Linked DNA regions of Astyanax mexicanus: region 2 is linked to region 1. Evidence: chromatin contacts called from public Hi-C data. All regions are on one chromosome and are shown on one strand. Each heading gives the region's core, a stretch centred on a gene start, on an enhancer-like site or on the middle of the called end of the contact. The rest is flanking DNA. Distances are from core to core; before and after follow the strand shown.

Evidence for each region. Hi-C and Micro-C count contacts between places; a contact is called where the count stands out from the background.
Region 2: a Hi-C map of muscle shows a contact between it and region 1, with 18 times the contacts expected there. The contact joins the promoter of cep170aa here to the enhancer-like site in region 1. A contact is called at or near these places in 2 of 3 Hi-C or Micro-C datasets (both in muscle).

What each region holds. Positions count from the first base shown.
Region 1 is chr7:22,501,543-22,509,031 of AstMex3_surface, forward strand. It overlaps cep170aa (centrosomal protein 170Aa), which reads right to left. Exons shown (of 20, transcript XM_049481361.1): 14 at 5,395-5,635; 15 at 2,941-3,121; 16 at 1,554-1,730; 17 at 1,260-1,348; 18 at 1,083-1,176; 19 at 910-961; 20 at 1-277. The coding sequence ends at 48. Among protein-coding and RNA genes, the nearest start is that of dync2li1, 23 kb to the left of the region's middle. Within about 2 kb of position 2,994, the one cell type or tissue checked has an H3K27ac peak away from gene starts, as active enhancers do.
Region 2 is chr7:22,580,865-22,587,717 of AstMex3_surface, forward strand. cep170aa (centrosomal protein 170Aa) reads right to left here and starts at 2,846. Exons shown (of 20, transcript XM_049481361.1): 1 at 2,698-2,846. It overlaps sdccag8 (SHH signaling and ciliogenesis regulator sdccag8), which reads left to right and starts at 4,760. Exons shown (of 18, transcript XM_022684945.2): 1 at 4,760-5,073; 2 at 6,086-6,223; 3 at 6,721-6,809. The coding sequence starts at 5,010.

The DNA.
Region 1 (7,489 bases), core at 1,744-4,243:
TCCGTTTAAGGACAGTCAGGTATCAGGCATTAGAAGTTCATTTCCATTCATTTGTTGGTGACGGCGCCCCCCTCCGCCCTGGGCTGGGTTTGGCTCAGGTCCAGTCCTAGGCTGGGTAGCTCTCGGCTGGGTGAGGTGGTGGAGGTGGGTTTGGAAGCTCCGTTACCAGTCTGAGGCTCCCAGGGGCTGCTCTTGGGTTTGGCTGTGGTGGGGCTGCCCAGGCCAAGGCTGGTCAGAGCGTCTAGGGTTCCGTCAGGGTCCACCATGACATTTATAACTGCAGGACAAAAAGAAAAGATTAAAATGCTTGTGCCAAGTGTGTTTGTGCCATGAAACATTCCTATCTGGCTTTAAAAATGTGAAAAATTTAAATTTTACATCAGCATTCAGCTTTTGATTTGGAGTTTTACTTTTTGATTGTTAGCTTTATTGGTATTTCTATATGTTAATGTTTATATGATCAATTATATTAGGTTAAACTTTGTTGTCATTAACACAATATGAAACACGTCTATTGTGTTTATTTGTTTGTGTATGTTTGTTCACATATATAACAGTGAACAGTATTTCAGCCACTCATCCTCCAATACCTGTGACTCCATACACACAGTGTGGACTAAAGCAGGTGAAAAAAAAGTATATAATTCTTGTTATATATAATATAGTATAATTATAATAAATGATTAATTCAAAATTTGTCATCTTTAAAAAGTGTATAATTGTTTTTTATGTTATGCTGTTTTCATTATGCCAGTGGCATTTAATAGTCTTAAAATGACAAAAATATTGTGTATCGCAATCATTTTTGGGGCAAAATATATCTTCCACAAAAAAATTCTTATCGTGACAGGCCTAAAGAGTATTCTTTTAAATGTATTCATTTAAATCTGTTTTACAGTCAGTCTTTACCTTGAAGCTGCTTTTCCACCCTCTTCAGCTCTGTTAGAATTAATGATATTTCCTAGAGAAGATTAAAATATTATTAGTAAATGCCTCATGCTTTGATTGATTGGAATAAATAATATAAATAACACCACTTAAAAAAACACTTAGGTTGAGATGGTTACAATTATCAAACATACCTTGTTAGTGGTTTTGAGAAGTGGCACATCAGTTTCTGAACTAAGTTTGGTCTCAATGTCGTCCCAGTTCCTGTCCTTGTCTTTAAACAATATCCTTGAAGATGAACAATAACCATTAGAACTTTATTGCTATACCATATTTAAAAAAACGTCTCACATTAAAGAAATTTGACTCACCTGATTTTTCCCACTGTTTTGTCCATAGAGTGGCGAATTTTAGAGGACAACTGAGAGACTGAAGTCAACAGCAAAGTGTCCAACACCGCCTGCAAGAACACACATAAAAATCAGCAGGCTTGTCAGCATTTCACAAATAGTAAGATCTGATTTAAAGTGTGGACCACATGCATCCAGTTTCAGGGGTTAATACACTTACAGAGTGCTTCACACACATCTACATGCATACATGCATATGAGAGTGATTTATTTCAGCGTGTATATCTAATCTGCAAAAGGGGATCAGGCTCATACCGGCCTAACCTCGTCTCGGTTCCATGTGCGCCTGCGCAGTGCAGCCTGGGGATCCATACTGTCAGGAGCTCGAGGTCGGAGCTCTACCGAGCGCCCGTTTATCTCTGGAGCCTTCGTCTGCACCACTGGAGGGATCTTACGAAAGTTCAGACCTCCATCAAAGACTTGATCTACCAGCTGCAACAACAATGACAAAACAAAGAAAGAAGTCAAGGGAAAGAATGCATGATAAAAAGCCATAATTGCAATAATGAGTCTCTTATAATGAAACTAAGTAAGAAAACTGTTTTTGTTCTTATTGAACTGTTACACTGAAATAAATTCAGATAAACATAACTACAGAACAAATTAGCATGATTTGTTTTTCACGGGCTACTGATTTTAATATAAACAGAATGCACAATAAACAAAAAATAGTTATATATAGTCCTGAAATTGTTCTTTATATGTATTGTTTTATATATACTCATAGCAATTGTTAAACTAGTTTATTGTTTTAAAGAACACTTATTTGAAATGCTTTATAAATAACCAATCAACAATAGGCTTTTCTAGTATATGAAGAACTAGGCAACCATTTAGCCATTAAATGGGTTTTGAATGATCATGGTTGTAAACCAATTGCCTTACTAAGGAACCATTGAAGAACACCCTCAAAGTCTCCAGAAGAACTGATTGGATCACCCTCTTCTCCTTTAATTAACATATTAACTTCTGGTTGCCTTGAAAAAGGGTAAAGGTGGGTCTCTGAATATGTCTGTCATTTGCTAACCCAATGGTGGATGTTGACAAAAAATTATGTTTTAGAGGTGGCCAAAAATCGTAACACACTTTGAAGATGGCCAAAAATAAGTAGATGTTTGAGAGGTGGTGGAAAATCTGAAGACATTTTTAATAGGTATCCAAAAATCAGATGTTTTAGAGATGACCAAAAACCAATGTTTCAGAGCTGTCCAAAAATTAGAGATTTTATAGATGTTTAAAAATCTGATGTTTTAGAGATGACCAAAAATCAGATATTTTAGAGATGACCAAAAATCTGAAGTTTTAAATGTGACCAAAAAAATTTGATGTTTTAGAGGTGTCCAAAGATTATTGTCGGGTCATTATAAGTCAGGTCTCACTAAAATATGATATAATTTAATGGAAAAAATACATCTTCTGTAATATTTTATTAAAATTTTATGCATTTTGGTCACCTCTAAAGCATCTGGTTTGAGGCCACCTCTGAAACCTCTGATTTTTGGACACTTATAAAACACCAGAAGTAAACTTGCATCAACATTACCAATAACAGCAGAAATAACTCTTGAATGTACAGCAGATTTTTTCGAGCTGCCTGCACAGCAGCAGTGTGGTGTGAGATGTTCAGTGAAGCGTACTGTACCTCCTCCCTTGTGTCGATGGCAGAGCCGGGCGTGGTGGCCGCTGTGCTGACTGTGGTGCTTGGCGCCGTGCCAGAGGAGCTGACCGAGTCGATCTCGCCCGCCACGTCATGGATCTCCCGCGCCAGGATAGCCAGGTCCTTGGCCAGGTCCTGACTGATCCTGCGCACACAGGGAAATAACCTATTAACCATCAGACGGGTGTCGGGAACTAGGGGGGGTTCACATACATGCAAAACAGCAAATAATAATAAAACAAAAACACAAACATTAGGTGGGCCCTACAGCACATGGCTCAAGCACATGCACACAAACACAGTGCCAAACACAGTCACACGATTACATAAAAGAACAGAATGGTTTCCTGAGCACCAGTTAAACTCAGTCACTGCCCAAAAAGAATGAAGAATGACTATTAATATTGTTTTTGAGTACTATAATAGGCAAATCTGTGCCTGAGATCATGTATTCAAAAATTTTACTTTTAATAACAAAATTACATATCATGATATGGTACTGAGATGGCACGCCTCTCATAAAGTGCCCTCAAGAATTACTGGTGCCCACATTAAAACATAAAGTAATCATACATGTTCAGTGAATTTTATTACAAAAATGATAAATCTGCATCTAACTCTGTTTACCCAAACATTTTATGGTTTTTGGACTCTTCAGCTAAGGACACATGTTCAGTGGGAACTGGTTGACTGAGGCTGGCATAGGTACTCAATCACTGAAACATTACAGCTTTAAAACGTGCATCATTTTCAGTGTAGAAATAAAGTTTAACAACATAGTTATAACATAAATATTTTTGGCTTTTTATCAAAAGTGCCAGTAATTCTGGAGGGCACAGTACATCCTATTCCCAGACTCTGCATTAGTCAAGCATATACTCCCTACTCTGATTTTAAATCAATATGTCCCACTCCACTCTGTTCTAAAGTACATTCAGCAAACTTCATGTTCAATTAATCATAACAACTACAGCAAGTATTTCTGTCTTTCTGTAGAGAAAAGTGGGATCTAAAAAGGAGTGCTACTCTGAGGGCACTGGTGAGTTAAAGCAAAAATCCTACATATTTACTTTTGTTGAAGTAATAGTAAATAGTAGAGTCTTTGGAGCATTGCTCCGAGGATCTGATTGCATTCAGCAACCCCATGAGCATCAGTGAGGTCAGGATATTAAATGATCACTACCTCACTCCACCTAATCCCCAACTCCCCATCTCATACCGAAAACATAAAATGAATCACCAGCATTCCAGACAACACAATTCCCCTGCTCCACCCCTCAGTGCTTTGGTCTCAAAGCATGATAAGCATGATTCCAGAAGGTTAGGTTCATGTTTATATATCTGCTCCAGAGAGTCCTGTTTTATTTACTGTATTTCTCTACAGGGAGGCTACATGCATTTGTAGGTAAGGGTGTGCACAAACATATAGGACATATAGGGTCAGTTTCCCAGGCAAATATCTGAGCTCAGATTTTGGAATTTCCTAGTTTCAAGTTAGAAATTTTGACTGAAATGCTTATACAGGTTGGATTATTCCAGTGTTCAGATAAAATGCACATATACAGCTCTGAAAAAATAAGAGATCACTTCTGTTTCTAAATCAGTTTCTCTGATTTTGCTATTTATAGGTATATTTTTGAGTAAAATGAACATTGTTGTTTTATTCTCTAAACTACGCACAACATTTCTCCCAAATTCCAAATAAAAATATTGTCATTTAGAGCATTTTTTTGCAGAAAATGAGAAATGGCTGAAATAACAAAAAACCTCAGACCTCAAATAATGCAAAGAAAACAAGTTTATATTCATAAAGTTTCAAGAGAAATCACAGTTTTCTTGCATCTTGGCATGTTCTCCTCCACCAGGCCACCACACTGCTTTTGGAAAAAATTATGCCACTCCTGGTGCAAAAATTTAAGCAGTTCAGCTTAATTTGATGGTTGTGATCATCCATCTTACTCTTGATTTTATTTCAGAGGTTTTCAATTTAGTAAAATAAAAAAAACTCATAACTGTTAAGTGGTCTCTTTTTTTTTTCCAGAGCTGTATAAAATTAATTAGCACTTCTAAGAGATTGTGTCTCATAAAATCAGTCATACACAAAGCATTGCCCAACTTTTATCTATGGACATTGTATCCATGATGTTGGGATACACTAAATACTGCATAATGTATTAATGTATTGTTATCAACTGAAATTTGCATGATTACTGGAATGCAGCCAACTTAGTGTGACATCATTCCCAGCTACGACATCGGAGGTACATGAAATGCAGTAAAAGCTTTGTTGTAGACTATATTTTCTTTTCAATGAAAAATCTCCATTCAAAACGCTTAGAAATCCAAGACTAGGCTTAATCCCTGTCTGGGAAACTGTCCCATATGTATTTGTGTGTGTGTGTGTGTTACTGACTTTATAAACACAGATTTGATTGGTACCTGGCAATCTCTTCACTGTGGGCGGTCCAGTCTCGGATGTACTCCTCCTGCTCCCTCATCCTGTGCTTCATGGCGATGCCACCAGGGCTGGTTGTGGCTGTGAGCGTAGCGCTCACCTTGCTGGTGCGCAGTGCGGTGCCCGGCCGCAGACGCCCGTGTTTGGGGGAGTTCCGGTTGGAGCCAAATTCGTCCTCAGAGGTTGAGGCATATTCTGGAGGCAGGCGTCTCCACCTGCTTGAGGCTGCAGAGAGACAGTGGCTTGTGGTTAGTGGTTGGTACAGAGCATACAGTATAAGCTTATTTTATCCTTCTATTTCAACCTCAGAGCCAGCCAGTCCTATGTCATCTACTGCAAGCAGCTGCATGGGATTATGGGATATTGGGGTTGTGTGCTAGGAAATAAAACTGGGTTCTAATGGGGAAAAAAATAAAAAAGCAGGGGGAGGAGATGAGTGTTGAGAAATGGGGTCAGAAGCCTTAGGGATTTGTTGTCAATACTTGAGCACCAGACTCTTGTCAGTATTGGACACAGACACAGGAAGATCTTAGAGGATGTTGTTAGAGGATGAGAAAAACACCAAACCCGCACACCAGATTCACCAAACACTGTAATTGCAGCCCTTTTCCATCAAAGATACAAGGTTTGAATGATGTACAATTTGTGTTTATTTCTATTAATAAATGAATCAGTAGTATTTATATTATTATTTAATATACATTAAAGCAGTGGTTCTCAAACTGTGGTACGTGTAGAACACCAAGGTGGCACATCACCAAATAAATGGTTAACTAATTCTCTTAATTAATCATGGGGGTGTTTTGGGTGTAACATGAAATAAACCAGCAAGTGATCAGCATGTCACTTGCCATTCCCTTTAAGAACCAGGTGCACTCTGACCTCTGACCTACAGTGCATTGTGCTTCTGCTCTTCGCAGCAGAGGAAACTGACCTGCGTGTTGACACTGTAAAGGTGCATGGTAAAGGTTGTCATTTACAGGAACAACAATATTATTTTATTAAGTATTCTGTTTATTGTTGGTGTAAAAGTTTGATTTGCACACTGCGGCGTGTCCATGTGTGTGTTTAACGAGCGGTGGTCTACGCTTGCTAAGAGGTTGGAGCACCTGCATAGCTAAAATAGGCATGTATATCTGATGGTTGTCAGGGTTTTAATCAGTCAGTGGCTCATCTTTGTTTTTCTCCGCCAAGATAGCAACACGCTAGAAATTTACCTGAACACCCCTCACTTCTAGACCACCGTACTAATTGGCATAGATATATTCACCGTTTTAGCAGCGCAAGGTGTGAAAATAAACTGATGGCAGGGTGTAAGTATCGCAATGTGCCTTGCGCATGACTTTTTCACCAAATTTTTGCTGTGGTTTAGCAGCATTTCTATTGAGAATTGAAGTATACATTTCTATATAATTAATTAATTGTGTTTCACAGTGACATCAGGATATGCACATAGTTACTACACATTGCATTTTTTTGACCATATCGTTCACCCCTAGTTAGCTTGCATATATTTTTATGGATAACGTTTAGGTGGCACTTGGACTTTTTAACTTAAGTTGGGGTGGTAGACGGTCTAAAATGTTTTGCGAACCACTGCATTAAAGCATTAAAGAATAGTAATCCAAAATTTAAAAAATGATATTGTTACTATAAAAACAAACCTTGTTTCAAATGGTTACAGGGAATATTTACAAAAGTTTCCATAAAATGTCATGTGGGAAGCACGCAAAAGATTCCAAAAAGCAAATATATGAATAAATAAATCAATTACGGCTCAAAGGCAATGCGCTGTAGCTTCCACCAAGCAGAAACCAAACCACCAGACCTGATTACTATAAATGGGTCACAGTCATAACCATCATAACAGTAACTTCTAAGACACAACATATTCTTCAGATCAGTAAAATGTGCTAAAAATTAAGTTTTCTAACAGAATAATTTCAATTCCTGCTTCTCTCTCCTGCAAAAAAATAATGCATATCTAACTGCATAGTTTCATAGTTTCTAGTATCTTTGCTCTTGTGTATTTGTATATTTAGACAAATGTAAAACTATATGTCCTAATACTTGTGTCAT
Region 2 (6,853 bases), core at 1,596-4,095, 79 kb after region 1:
TAGGACTTTAATTATTACATTGTAACAATTATTTTCAGTTAATGGAACAATATTTTTTTCTGCTACTCAGTGATATTAAGCCCATTAATTAAACCTTATTTACACTAATTAACACAGAGAGACAGTTTACTGCAAAATGCTGTTTGAAAGTAGGCTATATTTTCCAAATTGGACTTAACTATAACACTGACAAAATTATTTTCAGTTAATGGAACCATATTTATTTCTGCTAATCAGTGTAATTCAAACATTACAATGATTACATTTTGATTTTGATTACATTGTATTTTGTAGCATCTGACAGCTTCAGGTTTACTGATTACTGATTAACTAGTGTTAGCTTTAAACTAATCATAATATTTCATTTCTGTGGATGTATTTTGGTGTTTGGGGTTCACTAAAACCTCTTTCATAAACACTAATAATTCTAAGCAGAATCCACCAGCAGCTCCTATTATTGTTAGAGTAATGTAATTTAAGTTTAATCTAGCCATTTTGACTATCATAGAAGACAAAGGCCTAAACTCATTTTTCAGAGGCACACTCAAAACAGAGGGCCTGTAGTACCAGGTCTGCCTTGAAGCAAAGATAAATAGGCCACATTTTACAAGCACAACATTTAAAAAATCTAAAACTTGTTGCTAATCTAAATTACAAGGACCCTCATAGTGTCATCTAATAGCCCAATGCTGCGGCCCAGTAAAGCACAGTTTCAGTTTGAGAGAGGAGAGCATCTGGCCATGGGAGAAAGCATGGCTCCTGTCCAAATATTCCAGTTTGAGCAGTAGGAGGGAAAGGAGAAGGTAGTCTGTCCCCCATTGCTTTGCTTTGTTAGACGTGTTAAACGTTGACGTCCTGTAGCTAACTGTTATCAGGTTTATATGTTCCAGTTTTCCGATGTTTCTTACTGTACCTATATTGTTCGTATTATGTTTATTTTTTACCAATACTCTTAGCTTAGCTAGTTAAATATATATGGAGAAATTAATGTGAGCGTAGCTACAGCCTGTCTAGTCTAACTCAAAATAGGTAGAACTGAGAGAAAGGAACTGAAATAAATAAATGTATACAGCACGAGTCCCACCGGGATCCCCCCTTTATCCAGCAGCACTCAGCTAACCTAGCTGTAGCCCTGTGGACATGATCAGCAAAGTCGAACCGGGGTTTGCTTTGTTATCGCCGGTTATAGCTGCGTGTAACCTACAGTGTACTACAGTGTATTAACACTAGTTAGGTTACCGTTTAGTAACATATTAATAACTAAGGGAGCGATGTTGTGTAAAGAGCGGAAGCTATCCAGCGGGTTCACTGAGGCTGAATGGAAATATTCAGGCCAGATGTAGCCAGGCAAAAAGACAGACAGACAGAGAGAGAGAGAGAGAGAGAGAGAGAGAGAGAGAGAGAGAGAGAGAGAGAGAGAGAACACAAAGGGAACTCGACCAATGCTTTAAATTGTGTCCTTTAACACTGGTATTCTTAGGACATCTCTGTAGGGCATGAGCAGCTAATAATATAATACACATTTTAAAAATACGATATCTAGGTTAGGTAGCTATACTTCTTAACGCCCTGTTACCATTAAATGAGAATTCGCATTAACCACATTAAACCTACCCAGCTGACACACAACCGACCTTTAACATTAAAATGTGGTTGAAATATGATTGAAGTAATGTCTGTTGTTGTTTCAACGTTGAAACAACATTTAATGCTAAATGGTTGTGCAAACGTTAACATTTTTTACGTTGAATCAACATAATGTCCTTAACCTTCTGCCTTTTGAATGAACATTTTACATTTCATCACCATACAATTAAAAAACGGTTGGATAGAGGGAGGACAAAGTAGTTTTACTTCCATTTGCAGGAAATTCTTAAAAATTTGGCACCAATTCTTCACCATATCTGGGGGTATATTAATGTTCAGTTTGTTTTACTGTGTTTATTAACACTCTTAACCAAAGTATTTTCTAGTTTAAGTGTGCTATGGTTTATTAAAGGTTAAACGTACAACGTTGAAACAACGTTGCCATATCAACGATAGTTCACTTTTCAAAATCAACACCAAATCCAACGCTGATTCAACCATAACATAAATGTTGATTCAACGTTGAAATGCCAGCTGGGTAGGATTGATGGATGCCTGAATGATACTGAAAGACTGATCTTATAATTTAGCTAGCAATCCATAGTTAAATAAATTACTGAAATCCACTACACATACGTAAACGCGTGTTTTTCATTATTACAAACATATTCCAGATGTTTGAAACGTTTTGCACATATTCAAAACCCACGAATAACGTTACCCACAATCAAATCAGGATCTCTGAGCCATGATGCTGCCACAGCTCTGAAAAACACAGATCTGGCATGCTGATTGCACACGTTGTGATGCTGCTTGAAGTTCTGCCGGCCGAAACGCGTCTCTGCAGCGAATTTTACACCATTAATCTAAAATAGAACTGAATTCATCACATATTGCTCTATGAAGAACATCCGATACGGCCTCGAGTCAGTAACGTTAGCGTTGCTAACCTAGGTTATAGGAAAGGCAAGAAAAACGTTTTTTAGACACGCCAACAATAAGCTAGCGTTAACGTTGCCCTTGCTGCCGATGCACCATTAAACATCCATCCATCATTCCGAAAAATATAACTAGCAATATAATATTGATTGACATATTACTGTTACTCACCCCTTTCTGTTCCCCTTTTTGTGCAAAGATCCAATTCAGAAGCAGCCCAACGGTTTTCAGTGCCCTGCCCAGTATGTGCTCCTACGTCTCAGTTGCTCAGCAATAACGTTATTCCTAACAAATAGCGGCGACCTACGGCAGGCTGGAATCAGGCAGGCAGGACATCATAGCCAGAGCCGGGTTATTAAGAGCCCGCCCACTTTCTATTCTCTCCGTTATTTCAGTCAACGACTGCTAACCTCTAGAGGGAGCGCGTGAGTGAGTCTTTAATAAATGAAGGAGAATGGAGCTAAACGGCTTAAAACTCAAATTAACAATAGAAACGAAATACTTATCCGGATTTTCCTTTAATTCCCTGAAGATTTTTTTTTCTCTGCAAAAACTAGAAAAAGTATCTGTATGTTTCCAATTTTCTACATCAAACAGTTTTTAGGCAGTAAAGATGCTAGCGTTACTGCTAAACAATGCTAAATAGCACATTTAAAAGGCTTATACGCTTTAAAATGATTTCTGTGGCACTGAAACATTTAATATTTTTCCATATTAAAGAAAATAACTACATTTGTCAGGATAAAAATAATAAAATATTTATAAATTTAACATCTTTGATCGCAAGACCCTACAGCCAATAGTGAGGAGAGCTTAGAAGACCAGTCTCTCTGCCCTCTATCACCGACATCTACACCACACGCTGCATTCACAAAGCCACCAGCATTGTGGACGAACACACACATCCCTCATGTGGACTCTTCGAAGATACCGGAGCATCCGTGCCTCCGCTAACAGACTGTGCAACAGCTTCATCCACCAGGCAGTCAGACCTCTCAACACACAGAGACGGAGCTAAACCCGCTCATCACACATCCAACACACTCAAGCCCAATTTATACTTCTGCGTGAAAACTACGCCATAGCCTACGTGTATCCAGGGAGAGTGTGCTATGCGGAGTGCGCTTATACTTCTGCGTGCACATATCAGCAACTCTGTGTTGCTCTGCCCTTAGTCCTTAGCCCTTAGTTAAACCACGAAGGCAGGAATGTGTGGGAGGAGATGCGAGATGTCCTCGTCACACGACGCGTAGTTACATTTGCAGAGAGATGCGAATCGAGCTATGGCGTAGGCAACGCCGTAGGGCACACAGTGAAGCTTAGGCTACGGCGTAGGGTATGGGGTGACGCATAGGCTACACCGTAGGTTCGACTCAAAAGTATAAATTGGCCTTAACACAGAACTAAACTGAACCCCCCCACCTCTCTTCACGCACAAACACACACACACACCGAAATGTCTATATCCCTATTAGCAATATTTGCTGCTTCATTTCACAAAAACTAGAAACTCTCTATCTCAGTTACTGCTGTGATCATGTATGTTCTATATGTTACAGTATGTTACATATCTCAGCATATTATTCTTAGTATTGGTACTGCACTGTCCTGTCTGGTAAACTGTCTGTTGTCTTGTCTTGTCTGTTGTTTTTATTGCATTTATTGTAGTGTTATAGTTTTATGTTACACTTTTGCACTTTATGTTGTCTATTGTTTTGTTGTTCCATTTTGCACCATGGTTCCAGAGTAACATAAATTCAATACACTGTGTACTCAGGTGTGATGACAATTAAAGCCTGTTGACTTGACTTGACATGATAAACTATGATTTTGCCCAATTGCTCCATATAAAACCATATAATTTATGCACATAATCAAAACAAATACATATACAGCGCCCTCTAGTATCTGAATTTAAAAGTGACAAACTGGGGGAATACATTCTCGAGTGGGTCTTCTCCTCGCTACAGGCTCTCTGATATTACAGCAGCGCCAGCGTCTGCAGTTCCAACACAGTCCAGTGGGCGTGGCCTCAGCGATGTTGTCATCGCGCACAAAGACGCGTACCATGTTTTAAAAACTGTATTTTAAATATAGATACGGCGATTTTATTGTAATACATACATGTTTGTGATTTTAGACAATGATTTACGCGAAAATATGATTGCGTTTTTTGTCTTCATCGTTCATTAAAATATTAGCATCTTCCAATGTGTAGTTTTTACCCTCGTTATCCCCGTTCTCAGTATCAGGGAGGAGGTCACCGTGGGACTACAGTTCCCAGCAACCTTTGCGGGGACGTTGACGGAAGTTTGACCTGTGATTCGAGTGTTGACGGTTAGGGACTCAGTCACAGGTTGTAGTTCTGCAGAGCGTTGGGTTATTTTAATAATATTATAGATTTTTTAGACGGGACTGATTAGAGTTTGTAGCAGGTGATTAGGCACACATGTTCTGACGAGCTTCAGTTAATCCAGGCTAAAATGAAGCCGTCGCTGGACTCGGACGAGGAGGAGGAACTGGGAGCTTATCAGAAGAAACTGAGAGGTGATGCTGCTTAACGTTAATTAACTAAAATTAACGTTACGTTGCGTTGAACAGAAAATAAACATGCCCTTAAAATCCCGTGCGGTAGACGTTTTAGACCGTTTTTAATTATTTGCATGTTCGACTGCTAAACTAACTAACCTAGCTTTGCAGAAAAGTAGCGAATTATTAGGTCAAATCTAGTGTTGTGGTTTAATATAACTTAAAATAGTTGTTAAATAAAGTAGTTTTTAAATAAAGGCATTTCATATGCTGCCTCAAATGCCCAGTGAATATACATATGTTCTTTGAGTTAAACCGAAATTTTAAATGAATCTTAATTTTATCTGAATGCTGTCTTTTCTTACAAAATATTGTATATATAAAAATACATAAATATATGCAGTACCGGTTAGAAGTTTGTATACGCCTTCTCATTCAGTGGTCTTATTTTTACTACACTGTGAATAAATACTAAAGTCATCCAGACTATGATGAACACATAAAGAATCATGCAGTAAGAAACAAAGTTGAAAAAAGATTTGAAACTTGAAATATTTTTTTAAAAACTGCTACTGTGGTTTTATTTGTAAAATTGTTTGTTTTTTACTAAAAACAAAGGTACATAGTATGATAACCAACAATTGACACTGTGTTATTCTTACCTGATACGTTTCTCTACAATGCCTGATTTTACACCAAATACACTTGTTTTTTTTTCTTTATTCATTTTTGTCATTAAATAGTCCCAAAATTTATATTGTTTTTATTATTATTTAAGCTGTGTAGGGTGGAGTCAGCTAAAACTCTTTAAACCCCAAATCACCACTGGCATATCAATTATGCATGCTCCCCTGACATTTTCATAGCATAATAAAAAGAGTAGCCGATATGCTTTGTAGCTTTACACAGACTCAGATGTTCGAAACAGTGTAAAGGGTTGCAGTACAAAACTCTGTTGTTGCTTTGTTTCTTGTAATCTTGAGTGTGAGACACTTCAGCAGTTTAATCTGTATTTTATATATTGCCCCAGAGCAAGCCAACCGCAGTATTCAGCAGCTGAGCAGCATGCTGGCAAACCAGAGCTCTGAATCCGAGGCCTTGGAACAGGGAAGCAGTGATAACAGCATGCAGGACAGCTCACAGCAGCATGTGCAGCAGAGTGAAGCAGGTATGCCTCCGATCCATAGACAGTTAATGCGAAATATGATAAAATGTATGTATATCAGAATATACCATAATCAAGCATTTATTTATTTCAGACACATTATTTACACCCATCTTTTCAGCTTTACTGAGCATATAGGACATTTTGTAGAGCTACAATTACAGGTTGTAGTTCTTCTATTTCAGTGATGAGCTTCTGTCTCTGACTTTACATTTACACGCTGGAGCAGCAGGGTAGGACTGTATAATAGATTGGACATTTGTGTGTTTAAAAACTCCAGCAGCACAGCTGTGTCTGATCTACTCCTACCAGCATAACATATATTAACACACCACCACCATGTCAGTGTTAAACAACAGGGTGAAACGAGAAAAATCACGTATGCAGAGAAACAGAGGGCAACATTCTGAAATTATATATATATATATATATATATATATATATAGTTGTCAGTTGTCAGTTATCAGTTGTCAGTTAAGTTCTCTGCTTTTATTTTTCAGCCAATCAGCTGCGTTCTTTGCTTCAGAAACAGCCCCGAGAATCACAAGTTCCGTCTCTTTCTCCTTCAAAAAGGAAATGTGCTCTCAAGGTAGGTTACATGATTTAGGTAATAAAGCATGAACCAAGAAGACT